Linked DNA regions of Mus musculus: region 2 is linked to region 1. A link is a contact called in public Hi-C data. All regions are on one chromosome and are shown on one strand. The core of a region is the stretch at or near the end of the contact, and the rest is flanking DNA. Distances in the headings are between cores, read along the strand shown.

Region 1 (2,700 bases), core at 191-2,690:
TCTAAGAGCATTTGTACTGACTCTGATTTTTATATTTACAAATATTTCTACAAGCCTTTATGCTTATTCCCTGTGTGGGCGATACCTTAGCAGTCTTAACTTGTCTTTAGCCCTGGAAGCCCTACTATAAAAAGGTAAAAGGTGCTGTCTTTGGTGGCCTTGCTAGGTGACGTCGATGACTACAGCGCTGAAGTAGAGGAGCTTCTTCCTCAGCATCTGCAGCCGTCCTCAAGTTCTGGCCTGGGCACTTCTCCAAGTTCTTCACCCCGGACCAGTCCCTGCCAGTCCCCCACAGTACCAGAGTACTCCGCCCCTTCTCTTCCCATCAGACCTAGCCGAGCACCGTCAAGAACTCCAGGACCTCCAAGTTCGCAGGGTGCGTGTTTTATTTGAAAATTTGGTGTGACTTTGTCTTGACGGTTTGTTTGAACGTTGGAGTACGGCTGTATCCTTGTTTGCTTTCTGTTGCTGTGATAAAAACACTGACTGCGATGGCTGGTCCTATGTCAGCTTGACACACAAACCTTAATTGAGAAAATGCCTCCATAAGATCCAGCTATCGGGACGTCTCATAATTAGTGATTGATGGGGGAGGTTCCAGCCCAGTGGTGCATCTCTGAGCTGATGGACCTGGTCTTCTATAAGAAAGCAGGCTGAGCAAGCAGGGACAGGAAGCCAGTTAGAAGCACCCTTCCATGGCCTCGGCATCAGCTCCTGCCTCCAGGTTCCTGCCCTGATTTCCTTTCATGATAAACAGGAATATGGAAGTGTAAGCCAGATAAGCTTTAATCCCTCCCCAACTTGCTTTTTTGGTCATGGTGTTTCATTTCACCAATAGAAACCCTAGCCCACTGACCAAAGCCAGCTTGGGGCGGGAAGGGCTTGTTTGGTTTACAGGTGATTAAGGGAAGCCAGACGCTCAGGGCAAGAATCTGGAGGCAGGAGCTGATACAGAGGCTTGCTCCCAGTGGCTAACTCAGTCTGCTTTCCTATTCCTCCTGGACCACCTGCCCAAGGGTAGTGCCACCCACAAGGTCTGACCCCATCAGTCATTCATCAAGGGACTTGGTCTGCAAGCCAGTCTGACATAGGAATTCCTCAGTTGAAGTTCTTTTCCCCCCAGTGACTCTTAACTTGTATCAAGTTGACACAAACTAACCAGCACAGGTTTTTTAGCTTTAGCCCAGGTACTGAGTGGCCTGTAACAGGAGTGGATTCCTGACAGTAACTCTACTCTCAGTGGAGAAGCTTCACAGCACTGCTGCCACGGGATGCCCTGTCTCAGTCCTGTTATGTGCTCAGTCGCGTCTGAGCTTTACAACGTGTGGTTTTCTACTCTGAGATAAGAACACTTGACTCGTTGGGCTTTTCCCCTCTCTTCCTGGCTGGCCGGCAAGTTATGTATGACTTAACTCAAACAGTACATTTTGTCCCTTAATAGTCCTCCTTAGTAAGTCAGCTCTCAACACCGCAGCCAAGTGAAGGTGCACAGGGCAGCAGCATGGTTCCCATGCTTCCAGAAGGGGCTTCTTTGGTGGACTGCTGCCATAGTCACCGAGAGTGTTTTATTCTTTCTGTAAGGCACAGACCTTTGAGAGGAGAGAGTTGGGTCAGTTCATCAGGCATGCACGTTCCGTCTCACTAGCGCCCTCCCGGTTGGCACCTGGTCTCACTTTACTCACTTTCTTAGGCTCTCCAGTTGACACTCAGCCAGCGGCCCAGAAGGATTCTTCCCAGACTCTAGAGCCCAAGAGACCACCCCCTCCCCGCCCAGTCGCTCCTCCGGCACGTCCTGCCCCACCACAGAGACCACCTCCACCTTCAGGTAACCAACTACTCTTAGATTGCCTGTTTAACTTAAAAATTTCCTCTACTTCATTTAAATGCATTGTGCATGTTTTCATCTGTATCCTCAGGATGTTGTGTGTGTGTTTGTGTGGTCATTATTGATACCTCTTGAACTTGTCTAAAAGGAGCTCTGAGGAGCAGCAGGACAGCATGTCTAGCGAGCAGGGTTTGTGAGCACGGCCAGCTGCCTCCTTGCCTTGCACAGGAGACACTTGTTTGGGTTTGGCTACTTTGATTGGTTGGGCATGTATGATGTTCTTGGGTAAATCTAAGTTTATTTTTTTTAATTCCTCATCTGTAGCTTTATAAAGACAATTAACAGTTATTAATTTCTGAAAAATGTATTTGAGAACTGAAGTACATACATGTTTTTAATATGTTTTATATACCTCTTTAAATATTCTCTTAGCTAAATGCAGTGTTCACTTCTTGTGAGCATATACATTGAATAACAGCTTTGTGTAATGTCTAGATATTTACACAATCATATATGATGTGTGCTTTCATGATTATTAGAGTAGATATTGACATTTCAACTCTTTATTTAATGTCATTCCCTTTCTGCTGCCTAATTTCTTATGAACTATAAGGGGCTAGGAGTCCTGCGCCTGCTAGAAAAGAATTTGGAGGTAACCATTTACATTTGCTATCCTGTGTGAATGCTGGCTTATTAATACTTTGGAGTTTGAACCATGTAACTGAGAGACAGTTTAAATCTGTTTGGTAAGCATCAAAATGTGTACATTTATACTCCATGCTAAAAGAGCTCCAAATGTCTACATTCCTGTTAACATATTAGAGCTTAGTTATTCCGTGAGTATAACTAATAAACTCTATCTTATTTTTCATTTT
Region 2 (2,700 bases), core at 30-2,529, 730 kb before region 1:
AAAACCCTGGAGCAGCTCAGTCAGAGGCCAGTGCTGGGGAAGTCATCCCTGCGGAGTGTGGAAATGAGTGACTACATTTTAAGTTGGAGATCCTGAACACCAAAGTAAGCCTAAAAGGAGTCTGAGGAAAAAGCTTCCTAGCAAGGAAATGCAAGATGCGTAGGCCCCTGGCTTTTAAAGTTCATTCGGAAGAATATATTTTAAAATACTGAAATGTTCCTAAACATTTTTATATTAACTTATTACATGCAATAGCATTAGGTTTTAAATCAAGATTTTGCTTTTATTATTTTCATACATTTTCAGAGATGAAGATGCAAGGAGCTTCCTTAATACCTCAGATAATTCAAATAAGAGTTCTATCCCTGCAACTTATTGTTAACCTGAGTAGAAAAGTCAGTGTTTTATTACAATTGAGAAACAGACTACCTGTAGCAATTATTCCAATGGAGACTAAAGCATCCACATTGTACCTTAGACGAGCAGTGAGTTCTTTCAAGACGTAGGGAAATGAGCATTTTTACTAATGATTTCTAGTTCCTCTGCTCTCACGTATGTTCATCTTCTGTGTCAAGTCAGAGGGGAGGCTACTTTGTACTTCATCTAAGTGCTGGGCCCTCAGCCATGTCAACTTACTACTTAGTATGCTTACAGGTAATCTGTGTTTGCATGTGTGTATAAAATTCAGTATTTTTAAATAAACGTGCATAGAAATCACAAGAATTGGGTAAGAAACAAATAGTGCTTAGTTATATGTGTTCCATAAAAGCCAGAGAATAAGACACAACATTTATTCCAGAGAAGTTTGTATTTGGGCCTTAAGCTTTTGAAAATAAAGTTTAGAGACATAGCATATGAATACCACTGTAATACACATGAATATTCTATCAGACCCTAAAAAATTAACATAAACTTCCTCAGTCAACAAAATAGCGGCTGGGTGCCAATTTTTATTAGATAAGTCGGTTACAGCATTTTTATTTACGTCTATCTAGGTGTAGCTGAAATTCAAAATGCACATCAAAGTAAAACTATATCACAACTGAAGCCATACTAATATGTACTTGGCCTCTGAAGTTGGACTTCCATTTTGACTTCCTTCTTATGACCCAAGTCAAGTGGCTTTAATGGGAATGCAGGACTTAGTACTGATCATGACACAATGTATCACTTTCTTTTCATAATCTCTACAAAAAGGGGGAGATGGTGGCATAGCCCTGTGGAACAGATCTTGCTTCATTGCCTTAATAACACTGGCCCAGTATCTGTCCAGCAGAACCCATTGTGAAATAGTACAAGGTGCACAGCCCTTCACTGATTACAGGCAAGTGTTACAGCAGCCTAGCCGTAAGGAAGGGAAGTTACATCATAGTACAAAATACAGTATAAAAGCGTTATTTAACATTCCACACTGAATATTACTGATGCCCTCAAACAATTGTTTGGATGTTAGCCACTTAAACAAATACATCACTAAGGTAAACAATATAAACATACCAAAACCCTGTATGGTTAAATACAATTTCCATGGTACAAAAACGAAAGCCTGGAGATGTTTGTACAGATTGCTTTTTACACAATGTCTTAAATTGTGAAATATTTACAACATTAAGGAGGAAATACATTGTGATGCAGAGTAAAATTATCTGAATGATTAATATAAAACCTCAATCTATCTACGTGAGGCACTCCTGAAGCAAGTGGCATTAGCCATGAGGTCCTTTGGTACAAGGCCCATTGCTTGAAGAACCACAGTTGCTGCTGTGGCTTTAGCATGCTTCTTATTAGGGCTGGCAAAGCTGGGCTGGTAAGCGCTTCCATTTATCAATACCTATTCAAGAAAAACATACAATTGGGCTGGTAAGGGCTTCCATTTCTCAATACCTATTCAAGAAAAACATACAATAAGAACAGCATCAAACTTTAATATCTATTAGCTTTGTAATTTTTTACTAAATTCTAAAAATAACTATAAATTACAAACCCCACATTATAGAAATTAATCTCAGCCCAGAAGCAACAAATGATTTTAAAAAGGAAACTGCAAAATAAATGCAAGCCTCCATACTATTTTTAAAAGCCCTAATAAAAGTATCCCCACATTCCACTAGAAAATACATTTTGCCCATACCCTCCCTTTAATTTTGTACCCTTTTTATAAAAACCCAACCACATAGTCACATCTGTGACCCACCCACAGAATATTAATACTGATTGTATCACACTCATCCCTTAACCCTCTATCATGACTATGTAATTAGTATGTAAGTTCATATTTACCCTAAAGAGGAAATGTTTGCGATGGTCAGGGCCACTGTCATGGACCAAGAGAAATTCAGGTGGTTGCCACCTTCTCTTATTACAGATTTCCATCAAGGCAGACACAGGATGTTTGCCTGTAGAGAGAAAAACAACTAGTTATAAAAGATTCCCATCAACTTTGCAGGAATTGTGAATTGAAGGTAATTGAAGGGTAAAAGCAAGAGCAGGTCACAGGGCAGTGCTCACCTGATAAGTCTTTCATTGCAGCAGAGAAGTTCCCAGAACGCTTTTGTGCTCTCTCTCCTACTGCAACAAGACCTTAAAAGGAAAAGGGGGGAAAAAGGCAAATTTACTATTATACCTAAAAAAATGTAATAGATGGAGAAAGATGCCCCTCACTACTGAAACCTAAAAAAACCCATACCTTCAACTAAAATC

What was found. A called contact is a pair of places that touch in the nucleus more often than the background predicts.
Region 2: a Hi-C map of cortical neurons shows a contact between it and region 1. The contact joins two enhancer-like sites. A contact is called at or near these places in 3 of 39 promoter capture datasets (the C10 cell line, hippocampal neurons and neutrophils), 3 of 484 Hi-C or Micro-C datasets (bone marrow-derived macrophages and cortical neurons) and 2 of 9 other capture datasets (adipose tissue and liver).

Annotation. Positions count from the first base shown.
Region 1 is chr16:90,949,476-90,952,175 of GRCm38.p6, reverse strand. Synj1 (synaptojanin 1) reads left to right here. Exons shown (of 32, transcript NM_001164483.1): 24 at 167-376; 25 at 1,691-1,825; 26 at 2,439-2,477. Among named protein-coding and RNA genes, the nearest start is that of Cfap298, 16 kb to the right of the region's middle. Within about 2 kb of position 1,440, at least 9 of the 459 cell types and tissues checked have an H3K27ac peak or open chromatin away from gene starts, as enhancers often do.
Region 2 is chr16:91,677,285-91,679,984 of GRCm38.p6, reverse strand. Son (Son DNA binding protein) reads right to left here. Exons shown (of 12, transcript NM_178880.4): 10 at 2,509-2,580; 11 at 2,281-2,396; 12 at 793-1,884. The coding sequence ends at 1,825. It overlaps Donson (downstream neighbor of SON), which reads left to right. Exons shown (of 10, transcript NM_021720.1): 10 at 1-720. The coding sequence ends at 96. Among named protein-coding and RNA genes, the nearest start is that of Donson, 10 kb to the left of the region's middle. Within about 2 kb of position 1,279, at least 22 of the 459 cell types and tissues checked have an H3K27ac peak or open chromatin away from gene starts, as enhancers often do.